Linked DNA regions of Mus musculus: regions 1 and 3 are each linked to region 2. Evidence: chromatin contacts called from public promoter capture Hi-C data. All regions are on one chromosome and are shown on one strand. Each heading gives the region's core, a stretch centred on a gene start, on an enhancer-like site or on the middle of the called end of the contact. The rest is flanking DNA. Distances are from core to core; before and after follow the strand shown. Region 1 overlaps Rbm28 (RNA binding motif protein 28). Region 2 holds the start of Lrrc4 (leucine rich repeat containing 4). Region 3 holds the start of Snd1 (staphylococcal nuclease and tudor domain containing 1).

Region 1 (4,495 bases), core at 1,494-3,993, 310 kb before region 2:
CTACTTCCTTAATTCAGTTTAATATCCTTGAACACAGGATTCAGCTCCATTTCACTTCCTGGTGCCCCTTTAAAACTCAAACCATATATTTTATATTTTTCCTTTCTAAGCTTGCTATGCTTGTTTAAAATGCTCTTCATGAGACATAACCAGAGAACAAAGTCTATGATGGGCATTTCTAAGACTTCCTTTGTCAGTGCAATTAATCTGAGTCTCTTCACCTTAGCCTCAGGCAGACTCTTCAGCAAAGGGCAAAAAGCAGCCACATTCTTCACCAAAATACCACAAAATACTCTTGGCCACATACTGAAATTCTCTGAAACCTCTTGGGCCAGGTCTGCACAGTTCAAATCACTCTCAGTAACAAAGCCTTCCATATTCCTACTAGGATGGCCCATTAAGCCCCACTTGAAGCACTCTACCGCTTTCCAAATCCAAAGTCCCAAAATCCACTTTCTTCCAAACAAAAGCACAGTCAGGTTTATCCCAGCAATATCCCAGTCGCTGGTACCAATTTCTGCCTTAGGAGGTTATATACTGAAGCCAGTGGGAGGAAAAAGGGAGAAGGCCAAGTCTATAGGAGTGACTGACCAAAAAGTTGGGGACTGTTTCTGAATCCCTGGGGAAGCACTGTCCCGTTGGGATTGTTGAGTATCAGGATCCGTCTATGCGAAGGCAAAGAAAGATAATGGAGCTGGATATCAGGAGTATTGAGGAGAAGTGTCTTTAAGATTTAGGACTGAAAAATGAGAGGTGTTGTCAGGGATCATGGCGAGGACAGCCTAAGGGTTAGAGACGTGAAGGGTGTACAGGGGCAACAGTTAATGGACTGAAGGCCCAGGGCTAGGTGGAAGGTTCCCTTAGGTTTTTGACTGTTAATATGGGAGCACTGTAGGGTGATGAGGTGGGACATAGAGACTGTTTAGATAAAGGACACTGAATGAGGGCTTTGAGGCCTAGGCAGAGTAGGGAGAACTGGGGTTTGAAGATGTGGGCAGAAGGCCTTTGAGTATGCTAGAGGGATTTATGATGTGCAGCAAGGGAAAGAGGGTGGTATCCCATACAGCGGATTGACTAGAGGAGGCAGAGGATAAGAGGTTTAGGATTTCAGAGAGTGAGAGCATGTACAAATAGGGGCTGAGGAAGGAAAGAGGAGGGGTGCAGGAGTATCCTGGGAGCTGTTGTACGAGAAAAATTTATGCTTGAGTGTGCTAGAAAAGACGCCCTTTCCTAATAAGGGAATAGGGCGTGATCAAGTGAGGAGTAACAAACCTAGAAAGGAAGGTTAAAGGGGGAGTCTGGAGGGGTGTGGAGGACTGCTGTGTATTCAGGCCGTGGGACCCAACAGTAGCACAGAGCAGAGGAATGAAGTCCAAAACAGCTTCTCACACACCTTAAGTTAATCACTTTCTCAGACCTTTATGACTTACTTATGCTTTTGTATCTTCAGAACTTAACACATTTCCTTGGACTGTCATAATGTCAGAGCTGTGTATACTTTAAATTACTTTCTTAGACCTGTATAACTTGTATCACTCCCCCCCCCCCCCCCCCCGAGACAGAGTTTCTCTGTGTAACCCTGGCTGTCTGGAACTCACTCTGTAGACCAGGCTGGCCTCTAACTCAGAAATCCTCCTGCCTCTGCCTCTCGAGTGCTGGGATTAAAGGCGTGCACCACCACTGCCCAGCCTTTTTTTTTTTTTTTTTTTCTTAACCTACATAACTTTTTTTGTCTGTTTCTTATAAGCTTTAGAAATTCAGGTATTAGTGTGTAGCCTGTCTATAGGAAATGGACCGAGCAGGCTGCTGGGTGTTGGCTGTTGTTAAAGCTGCAGCTACTCACCAATGTCACCAGAGACCTGAGAGGGATAGATTTGAGTAAGAAGTACAGTTTAAATTGTTTTTATAGCAATAAAAATGACAAAGACTTACTTAGTCATTTGAGGCTCACATGGTTCACTGCAGAAGCAGTCCGTCTTCAGTTGTCTGAAAAGAACTGCATTTAATAGTTGTCCCAGAGCAGCAGGCCTTTGGCTGTCAGACTAGGGCTGAGGAATTCTTCCTGTAGAGGAAGGGCGGCCTTGGGAACATTGACCTTATTCTGATAAGGCAAAGTATAGCAGTCAATCCAGTGTCCACAGCTTGTGTGGATTCCTGCTGCGGGGGAGGGGGTGGCAGTTTTCCCCGGGGAGCGGTTAGTGTTGCGGTCCAGGTGGAGTCAGCTGCAGTTGTTCCCCATTTGCCTTCTTTGGAGACCTTAACGTTTTCTTGTTAGAAGGAGCTCTCTATTTATTGTGGGAAGTTTTTTATTGAACATTTTAAATGCCATATTCAGCAGATCTCTGAGGAGTTTGAGGGCCATATATTAAGTATACCCGATTTTAGGCTTAACCTTGAAAATACATATGCATGAGGCTAAAGAAAACTTATTTTTGTAAACCATAAATGTAATAAACTTCTTGTCATTACAGAATATGACTTTTGTATGGCCGGCTTTAAAGCTGAAGTCAGTGTCTGGCAGGAAATGGTTAATAAGTTGGGCTGATGGTGAGGGCTTTGGTGGAGGGAGGGTCAAATGAGAGAGGTATCTGATAAGGCAACCATAAATAAATTGTATTGTAGTTCAGTCAACAGTGGAGAATTTGGCTTTAGGAAGGGAGCTGGGAAGAGGAAGTGGAGGCAGTTGTAACAGTAGCGTAGCAGCAGAGGGAGAGCTGGCGTCTGGACGGTAGGTGGTGGGAAATTGGCTTTAGGATTGGAGTGGGCTTGCCATCAGGCTGAACGGAGGGAGCTTTTTGAAGAGACAACGGTGAGGGGGAGGGAGGAGCTGTTAGGTTGCAGCTGGAACAAGTTCTGGGGGCCACAGTGGCAGAAGAGGGAGTGAAGGGTAGGGGTCACAGTAGCCCAGACATGGACATAAAGAAGCTCCAGGACTTCCAAGAAGGACATTGCGCAGGCCCAGAGGGACCCAAGAGAGCTGTCAGACTTAGCAGGCAGCTCATGGAGGAGATAGCGAGGAAAGGATCTCACTGTGAGCCAGACATAGGGCTCAGGAAGCTGCAGTTCCTAGGGAGACTGGAGAGAAGATACGGGGTTGTTACGGAGTGTTGGAGGGCAGACTGGGCTGTGCAGAGTGGCAGGGCTGACGTGGAAATAAGTATAGCTGGGCGGGCAGTTGATGGGTAAGGAGAAGGGGGACCTCCTGTAGTGGGGGCCTGAGGAGTGTAGCATCCTTGCTGAGGTAGGCTCAGGCAGTGTGGGCTGTAGGGAGGTGTGGGTGAGGTAGGCTGCATGAGCAGCCCAGCAGCTGGTGAGCACGAAGTGCCTGCCAGTCAGTACTCCTAAGACTGAAATGCTGCAGAGGCTTACAGTGTCATGTAGGACTGTTCAGAGAGTGTAAGAGTCACAGCACAGGGCTTGGAGCAGCAGAAGGGAAAGCAGAGATGCATTTGGGAGCTAAAGTGCACTATTAATGTGTTTTACTGGTGCAGGAAACATTTCTATCACCAGTGGAGGCCCGTGGGTCTAAGTTGAGAGACTGGGCATCTTCATGTATGTATCTTGAGATCTCTGGGACAAAGGGGTCACAGCAGACTCATGTCACCAAGAGAGAGACCCCAGTGGGCCTAAGGAAGAATCTAGAACCTGTGGACAGGGTTTTCAGAGGCGGAGGACTCCAGATCTTAGCAGTACAACCGCCCAAAGTGAAAAGAAAGCTTTGCTAACCACACAGAACTGAATGGAATGTACTTATCAAGTGTAGGAATGTAGGGAGTTTGGGGGGAAACTCCCCAGTTAGCCACTGTTGGATGGAGAGGAGGGTGTGCATGGGAGATTCTGTAGGCCAAAAGCAGATTTGGCCTCATACCTTCAACAGCAGTCTGCAACTCCAGTTCCAGGGGCGAGCTGTAATAAACCCTTTCCCCACCAGCTTGCTTTTGGTCATGGCTTTATCACAGCAATAAAAAGCAAACTAAGACACCAGCAAGCACTCTGCCAACTGAGCTACATCCCAGCTAGCCTCTAGCTTCTCTTTTAAAGTCATGTCCAGAATACAGAAAGATACGCCTTTTGTTTCCAGGGGAATATACAGAGTGGAGTTAGGTCCTACTGCATTTTCTAGGTCAGGTTAGTTTACTAAATTGTAGGCAGACTGCTGAGTGAGATGGCTTGGTACGAAAAGGCTTGACACAGCCTGACAACCTGAGTTTGATATTCAGGATTTACATGCTGGAAGGAGAGAACTAGATTCCTACAAATTGTCCTGTAATCATCACATGCATTTCATGGTGCACATGCATGTATATGCATACTAAACATTTTAAAAATACACAAAAAGCTTTAGCTTCTCAGATTAAGGATATTCAATGTATGGTTCCTGCTCTTTCCTTTTCCCTTCCCCCTTTCTCTCTCCCCTTCTCCCTTCCCGTTTGCCTAGTCATCTCACCGTGACCTAGTCATCTTAACATGTTTTTCTTTTGCGTTATTTTGAAAG
Region 2 (4,378 bases), core at 54-2,553:
CGTGGCTGCCACCTGCAACACCGCGAGCCCGGCGCGAGGAGGAGACGGTGGGCGCCGAGCGCAGGGGCCCCGCTGCTGCCACCGCCGCCGCTAGCCAGCGGGGACCATGTTCACCGGCTTCGGAGCGTTTCCCGCAGCCGCTACCCCCACTGCTCACGCTGCCGTCGCCAGCGCTCTGGCCGCTGCAGCAGCCCGCTGGCAGCTCCGTTGCTGAAGGCTCCGGGAGCCCAGCGGCGAACTCGCACTCTCCGCACAAAGCCGGGGCCGGCGGCGCGCCGGGAGCCCAGCAGTGGCGGGCGGCGGCGGGCGCTTGCGCGCTGCCGGGGGCTGCGGCCGCCGCCGCTGCCGGACCCGCGCCCGCCCCCGGACTCCCTGAAGGGGCCTGCGGTGCGGGCGCGACCGCGGGCGCTGCGCGCTCCTCCGTTCGCGGACTGGGTCCCAGCACCACGTCCACGCCGCTGCCCCTCTGGGGCTGGACGGATTACCGCTCCCCGCACCAGCAGACGGCGGGACTGGAGAACTGAGCCCAGTTTTTGTCTTTTTAACCCTTCCGAGAAGAGGCGAAGAGAAAAGGGGGTGTGTGCCTAGGGAGGGCGAAGGCGCAGCGAACACCTCTTAACTCTCGCAGCCCCGCGAGCTCACGACTGCAATCAGCTGCCGCCAGCTCTGGGCGGCCGACGCTGGGAAAGCAGAGTGGAGAGCAGCGCAGCAACCAGCGAGCGCGGCCTGGGCGGCTTCGGGAGCGCCCCCGCACCCCCATCCCCCGCGGCGGCCCAGGGAGAGGGCTGGGGGCTGGAGACACACTTTGGCGATGAAGCGCCTTCTCCCGCGACTGGAACAAGCTGGTGCCAGGGTCCAAGGACAAAGCAGGGAAGCGCTGGTGGCGCCGCTCCTCGGGCTCTCGGGGGGGCATGCACCTGCATAGCCCGCCGGGCCTTGGCTCTCCCTGGCGCGCCTCAACTCCGCGGCTTCGCCGGCTCCGGATTTACTAGAAGCCATTTTGTCTCCCCTACCCCTCCCCTCCCCTCCCCTCTGCCCTCCCTGCCCCCACTACTTCCCCCTTTGTTAATTAAAACTAAAGTCAGAATGGGAACGATGAGCCCAGCTCTCGTGGAGAAAGCTTAAGGACACAGCGCTAATTCTTTCCTGCTTTCCTTCCGAGGTAGGTGACAGGGAATTGGGTGGGGATGGTCGCAACGTGGGAGAGAGTCTTAGCTTTCTATGGGTTGGCCTTGAGGGTGGGCTGGTAGATGAGGGGCCGCTCAGTAGTTTCGCAGGGTTTTTCTAGGCCGATCTGCTTGTCTCTAATCGCCCCCTCCCCACCTCCTTCTCCAGATGGAAAGAGGAGCTCCTAGCTCACTTAAGCCGGGGTAAGGCTGGTTCTCTTTTCCAAGCCAAAATCCCAGGCGATGGTGAATTATGAACGTGCCACACCATGAAGCTCTTGTGGCAGGTAACTGTGCACCACACCTGGAATGCCGTCCTGCTTCCCGTCGTCTACCTCACGGCGCAAGTGTGGATTCTGTGTGCAGCCATCGCTGCTGCCGCTTCAGCCGGGCCCCAAAACTGCCCCTCCGTCTGTTCCTGCAGTAACCAGTTCAGCAAGGTGGTGTGCACCCGCCGGGGACTCTCTGAGGTCCCACAGGGTATTCCTTCCAACACCCGGTATCTCAACCTCATGGAAAACAACATCCAGATGATTCAGGCCGACACCTTCAGGCACCTCCATCACCTGGAGGTCCTGCAGCTGGGCAGGAACTCCATCAGGCAGATAGAGGTGGGGGCCTTCAATGGCCTCGCCAGTCTCAACACTCTGGAACTGTTCGACAACTGGCTGACAGTCATCCCCAGTGGGGCCTTTGAGTACCTGTCCAAACTGCGGGAGCTCTGGCTGCGAAACAATCCCATTGAGAGCATCCCTTCTTATGCCTTCAACCGGGTGCCCTCCCTCATGCGTCTGGACTTGGGGGAACTCAAGAAGCTGGAGTATATCTCTGAGGGGGCTTTTGAGGGGCTGTTCAACCTCAAGTACCTGAACTTGGGCATGTGCAACATTAAGGATATGCCCAATCTTACACCCCTGGTGGGGCTCGAGGAGCTTGAGATGTCAGGGAACCACTTTCCTGAGATCAGGCCTGGGTCCTTCCATGGCCTAAGCTCCCTCAAAAAACTGTGGGTGATGAACTCACAGGTCAGCCTGATTGAGCGGAATGCTTTTGACGGACTGGCTTCCCTCGTGGAACTCAACTTAGCCCACAATAACCTCTCATCTTTGCCCCATGACCTCTTCACACCCCTGAGATACCTGGTGGAGTTGCACCTACACCACAATCCTTGGAACTGTGATTGTGATATTCTGTGGCTGGCTTGGTGGCTTCGGGAGTATATCCCAACCAATTCCACCTGCTGTGGCCGCTGTCATGCTCCCATGCACATGCGAGGCCGCTACCTGGTAGAGGTGGACCAGGCTGCCTTTCAGTGCTCTGCCCCTTTCATCATGGATGCACCCCGGGACCTCAATATCTCTGAGGATCGGATGGCAGAACTGAAGTGTCGGACTCCCCCTATGTCCTCTGTGAAGTGGTTGCTGCCCAATGGGACAGTGCTCAGCCACGCCTCCCGGCATCCCCGGATCTCTGTTCTCAATGATGGCACCTTGAACTTTTCTCGTGTGCTGCTCATAGACACTGGAGTATACACATGCATGGTGACCAATGTGGCAGGCAACTCCAATGCCTCGGCCTACCTCAATGTGAGCTCGGCCGAGCTCAACACCCCCAACTTCAGCTTCTTCACCACTGTAACAGTGGAAACCACAGAGATATCACCTGAGGACATAACACGGAAGTACAAGCCTGTTCCCACCACATCCACTGGTTACCAGCCGGCATATACCACCTCTACCACGGTGCTCATTCAGACCACCCGTGTGCCCAAGCAGGTGCCAGTACCCTCCACAGATACCACTGACAAGATGCAGACCAGCCTGGATGAAGTCATGAAGACCACCAAGATCATCATTGGCTGCTTTGTGGCAGTGACTCTCCTAGCTGCTGCCATGTTGATTGTCTTCTATAAACTTCGCAAGCGGCACCAGCAGCGGAGTACAGTCACAGCTGCCAGGACAGTAGAGATTATCCAGGTGGATGAAGACATCCCAGCAGCAGCACCTGCAGCAGCAACAGCAGCTCCGTCCGGTGTATCAGGTGAGGGGGCAGTAGTGTTGCCCACAATACATGACCATATTAACTACAACACCTACAAACCAGCACATGGGGCCCACTGGACAGAAAACAGCCTGGGGAACTCTCTGCACCCCACAGTCACCACTATCTCTGAACCTTATATAATTCAGACCCATACCAAGGACAAGGTACAGGAAACTCAAATATGACTCCCCCTCCCTCAAAAACTTATAAAATGCAATAGAATGCACAAAAAAGAGCAACTTTTGTACAGAGTGGGGAGAGACTTTTTCTTGTATATGCTTATATATTAAATCTATGGGCTGGTTAAAAAAGATTATATTAAAATTTAAAAACAAAAAAATGAAAACAAAACTATTTTCTAACTTGTAAGTTCTATTTAAAGGGGAGGGAAGGGGTTCTTGGCAATGTTGTGGGTAGGAGCCTCAAGTCAACTGCTGTAAGGTGGAAACTGCTAAGACAAAACAAACTAAAACAACCAACACCCCTAAAGTGGCAGGGTGTGGGCTGCTGGGGGCAGGGAGGATAGCCTGCATCTGTCAATTTTTAGAAGATGCTTTACAGGATCTAGGAATACCATTTCTATAGACACCTTTCTTAAGCTGAGAGCTGTCTTTACAGATCTATCTTATTAAACAAAATAATTTTAAAAAGCATCACAAATTTGTACTGTGCCCAAAGGTTGAGCGGTGATTTTTTTTCCCCTACAGAGACAATGGGGAAGATAGATCTGTAAATGTATTTTAAGTAGGAAAACCACCAAAATTCCAACTAATCCTTCCAGAGGTTGTTTCTTTGTACGTGTGCGCAAATCCTCTGGGTTTGTGCCTTCAGACTGGCATGTGTCTCCCCTGACAATGCTTCAAGACAGCTTGGAAGGAAGGGAGCTGGCGTAGCTCTCCATCAAATGCTTTCACATTGCACCAGATTCCTGCAGTTGGGCATAACCCACTCTGCAAGGCATGTGTCTATTCAGGGTTTCCCGGGAGGAGGAGGCGGCCTGAAGGGGGTGCGGCCGGCCCAGGAGGAAGGGAAGCAGAGCAGCAGCAGCAGAGGGAATGATTCACAGGAGGCCATAAATCAGCATTGTGCAGTGGCCACCTGTTGTTCCGGGTATCTGACAAATGATTGTAGACAATGATGACATTTTATGATTTTTCAAAAAAGATCTT
Region 3 (3,929 bases), core at 650-3,149, 350 kb after region 2:
CAGAATATTCATGTTCAAGAGTGTGCATGTGGAGCAGGGGAGATGGCTCAGCATTAAGAGTACAGACTGTTCTTCCAGAGGTCCTGAGTTCAAATCCCAGCAACCACAGGGTGGCTCACAACCATCTGTAATGGGATCCAATGCCCTCTTCTGGTGTGTGTGAAAAGAGTGACAGTGTGATCACATTAAATAATTAAAAAGGGTGTCCATGTGTGCACACATATGTGGGTGCCTGATAGGGAACCTGTGCCTGAACACCCATGCAGAGGGCCAAAGATGCTGGAGCACAGGAAAGCATCCATATCAGTGCCTTCCTCTACTGCTCTTCACCCACTTGAGAAAAGGTCTCTCTCTCTCAATGCACCCGAAGCCTGATATTTTTAGCTAGGCTGGTGGAACAGCAAAAGCCCAGGGTCCACCAGCGCCACGTGCAGCACAAAGGTTCCAGGCAGTGGAACAGCCACGTCCAGCTTTAATGTGTGCCGTGAAGATGCGAACCGGGGTCCTCAGGACTGAGCAGCAAGCACCTGTATCCACTGAGCCATCTCCCCGGATCCCCCTGCAGAGTATATTAATCCTGAGAAAGACAACAGGGACAGCAAAAACAAAAAAAGTTTCAAAAACTGGCTCTCTGGGGAAACTGTCTTCCACTCTGGAGAGAAAAGTCGTTGGAGTTACAATATGAAAAGCAATCGAAAAGATCACAGCCATCTTAAACAGAAAAATCTGTTAACAAACGAGAAATGTCAGACCTCAAGATGTGGGAGGAAAAAAAGGAGAAACAATATAAGAAATAGAACAGAACTTATGCTACAAAATTAGTGTGGAAGTGGAGGTGATGGAATTCAAAATTCCGAATAAAGAAAGCAAAGGTAAGTGAGCAGGATCTATAATAAGAACCCTACACAGGGAATCAGAACACCTGGACTCTTATTATTGGCTCCACTCCAAACCGCCATGTGCCCTTAAGGCAAGTTAGTTACTCTCTTTAAAAACAGGCTCCTTGTCCTTAAGAAGTGAAGAAATGCTACTTAGTATAAGATCCCTGCCAGGCTAAATTTTTAATTTAAAAATACACGAAAATCAGGAGCTTCCAGGCCTAGAAACTAGACATTGAGATAAAAGGGGGAAAGAGTTGAGAAAACTTTGGGTGAATAAGTGAGTCAGTGGACAGAGACAAGCTTCGTGACAGCCAAGCACTCCCGGGGTTCCAGGAAAAGATGTCCGGATCTAGAGAAACTGCGAACTAATCGGCATATGTCAAAATGGACAGAAAGAGGGGGATGGGAGTAACTATCCGTGAACTATCTCCGTTAATGAACCGGTAATAGACCTGCTTCTGGTAAACAGGTAGGGGCTCCGAAAGCCGCGACCCACGAAAATCACAGCGAGCGAATCATGGACAGGTTGCCCGGGAGGCAAAAGTCAAGATAAGTTCGTTCTCGGGTTCTGCCTGGTGAAGATTCGGAGAGTAGGTGGAGAGTGAGGAAGGGGCAGAGGAAAAGCAAACTGAGACCATGCAGGCTGACGGGAGAGAAGGAAGTCAATGCCTGGCTCCTGCTCCAAAGCAGCAGAGGGGTCCGGGTCCAGGGTCCCGCTCTCACCATCTTGACGATGCCCCGCTGCACGGTGGGGACCGCGGGTCCCCCGGAGGAGCCGCTGCTCTGCGCGGAGGAGGCCATGTGTGGAGCTGGAAAGGCAGCGAGTGGGGCGGCCGGCCGGACTGGAAGTGTCAGGGTGGGTGTCGGCGCTTGCAGCGACAAGGAGCAGGCAGGCGACAGGCTACCGTCGGTGGGCTGGACAGAAGCGCCAGGCGCACACTAGAACACCAGCGGGACTGGGAGCAAAAGAGGAGACGCGATCTCCGCCGCCGCCACACGTTCTACTCGCCGCGCAAGCGTGCCAGAGCGCCACCGCCCTCTAGCCAATTAGCGTCCAGAACCCGCTGGAACTCAAGCCAATAGGCACTCTCTTTATGAAGCTCCGCCCTTTGGTCCCAAAACGGGTGCGGAGCTCCAGGAAGCGCTGAAAGAGCTGATTTGCGGTGACGGGATGGTTTTGAGGCGGGACTTCCGGGGAAGTCTTGAGAAGGTGGTGTCGGGAGGTGTAGTGGGAAGGAAAGGACACGTCAGCATCTGGCAGTGGTGCGCGGGGAGCCATGGGAGCCCCGAAGGCGGGGCGGGCCTCGCCCTCCAGCGGAGGTTCTGCTCCTGCCCCGCCCCTCAAGCGGCAAAGCGCCCACGTGTACGGAGCTGGACACCGGAACTGGACGACAAGGGCCTGGGGCCGTCCCAAAGGAACCTTACTGCTCTCAGAGTTCTGACGTTTCACCTCCGCAAAGCAGAGGAAACTTTTGAAAGTCGCCGCCATTGGGTAACCTGCTGATGTTAGTCTTGACCCGGAATGTGGCCGCGAATCTCCCGGTGGTCCGGAGTATCACTGGGGTTTAGTGCTTGTGAGTTCCGCTCATGTTTGTTGATGGAAGCAATAAGCATCTCTTAGAGGATGACTCGTCCTGCACACTGAGAATAGCCTCGTTTTTCGGCTCCTTCCCTCCTGCTCCAACTGAGGTTAGGAAAAACCTTGGGATTTGCCATCCCAGGGCTGAGCGGGAGACAGTCCTAACTCACTGCTAATCTCAGCTCGAGGTGGATCAGGAAAGCCATATTCAAGTGGATATTCAGGGAGAATTTATGGTCTTGGAGTGCCCCGTTTTAGAGCACAGGTTCTTGTATGTATTATTTAATAATAAAACCTGGACCTACGCTAAAGACACTACTTCCACTATAGCCTGTTTTAAGAAGTTTGAGTAGTCACGCATGTCTCAAATCAGGGTCAAGTTTTGGGGTCAGCATCTTCCTATAGCTCCAAAGCCAAGTCTGTACCACGAATTCACCCTATTCAAAAGAGAAAACGGATCTTTATAGATAGATACACACACACACACACACATATATAAAACAATTTTGAGGGGTTGCCCAGTACACTGGTAGCTCAGCTCTAAGACCTCATCTTTAGTGAATTTGACCTTTGCAACAGTGTAGCCACTCTCTCCAGGATAGTTGAAGCAGTTGAAACTAATTCCAAACATCTCATTTTCTGATCATAGTTACTGTCCTTTCCCCCCTACTCAGCCAGTTAATTCTCTTTTGCTTGTACTAATTTTCTATTTCTACACAACCATTGATCCTACTAGTCAGTCCTAACAACCAAATTACGTGGAGCATGAACATGCACAGTATACACTGCCTGTTAAATACTTTTTCCCTGAAGAATATGTTAGTCCTTAAGACAAGCCTACAAAGTCCATATGATCTGTTTCTTCAAAGGAGAGCATTGATGTTTTGTTTTCTGTCTGTTTATTTTTAAGTGAATAGGAATCTCAAAGGGCTCCAACAGGTAAAGTTGATTGCATTGCAAGGTAGATAACCCGAGTTCAGTCCCTGGGACCCACATGGTGGAGGAAGAAAACCAAGTCCTGCAAGCTATCCTCTGACCTCTCAGGCAAACTGTGACATGTGATGCTTGCATACACACACAGATATATATAACATATACATAAAAAATGTAGTTTGAAAAAAAATCTAGTGAGCAGTGCTAGGTCAGTATCTTAAGGGACAGAGTCAAGATATGAACTCAACTGTCTACCATAAATAATCTTATCTTAGGCCTCTACCTGCTTCTCTGGTAGACAAACCTACCTCATCCTCTGCCAAGTCTATAGAATCCATAACCTAGACAAAGATGTTTAATTCTCTAACAAGCTTCCCATGGGGGGGGGGGGGGGAATGCAGTGGACACTGCTGTGCAAGAGCCTTCTGTGTCCACTGTTCAGCTGTCTCCCATTTCGGTCCTCCAGACCACTAGTCCGCTGTTCTTACCATAAGGCACTTTCTAATCATGCCAGTCCCTCAACATCAGGCCAGACT

The links. Promoter capture Hi-C pulls out the DNA fragments that hold promoters and counts their contacts.
Region 1: a contact with region 2 is called in a promoter capture Hi-C map of hippocampal neurons, with 7 times the contacts expected there. The contact joins the enhancer-like site here to the promoter of Lrrc4 in region 2. A contact is called at or near these places in 6 of 39 promoter capture datasets (the 3T3-L1 cell line, 3T3-L1-derived adipocytes, hippocampal neurons and 2 more), 11 of 484 Hi-C or Micro-C datasets (cerebellar granule neurons, cerebellum, cerebral cortex and 4 more) and 4 of 115 datasets of contacts at active chromatin or transcription factors (SST interneurons, embryonic hindbrain, forebrain and 1 more).
Region 3: a promoter capture Hi-C map of neural stem cells shows a contact between it and region 2. The contact joins the promoter of Snd1 here to the promoter of Lrrc4 in region 2. A contact is called at or near these places in 14 of 39 promoter capture datasets (the 3T3-L1 cell line, 3T3-L1-derived adipocytes, the HPC-7 cell line and 9 more), 7 of 484 Hi-C or Micro-C datasets (cerebral cortex, cortical neurons, embryonic stem cells and 2 more), 11 of 115 datasets of contacts at active chromatin or transcription factors (astrocytes, bone marrow-derived macrophages, cardiomyocytes and 6 more) and 3 of 9 other capture datasets (adipose tissue, liver and pancreatic islet).

Annotation. Positions count from the first base shown.
Region 1 is chr6:29,144,414-29,148,908 of GRCm38.p6, reverse strand. The region is part of intron 9 of Rbm28 (RNA binding motif protein 28); the gene reads left to right. Among named protein-coding and RNA genes, the nearest start is that of Rbm28, 18 kb to the left of the region's middle. Within about 2 kb of position 2,743, at least 45 of the 459 cell types and tissues checked have an H3K27ac peak or open chromatin away from gene starts, as enhancers often do. A contact at or near this core is called in cerebral cortex, hippocampal neurons and liver, where this site is marked.
Region 2 is chr6:28,828,672-28,833,049 of GRCm38.p6, reverse strand. Lrrc4 (leucine rich repeat containing 4) reads left to right here and starts at 1,303. Exons shown (of 1, transcript NM_138682.2): 1 at 1,303-4,378. The coding sequence starts at 1,436. The coding sequence ends at 3,394. All of the region lies in intron 16 of Snd1 (staphylococcal nuclease and tudor domain containing 1), which reads right to left.
Region 3 is chr6:28,478,318-28,482,246 of GRCm38.p6, reverse strand. Snd1 (staphylococcal nuclease and tudor domain containing 1) reads right to left here and starts at 1,899. Exons shown (of 24, transcript NM_019776.2): 1 at 1,605-1,899. The coding sequence starts at 1,682.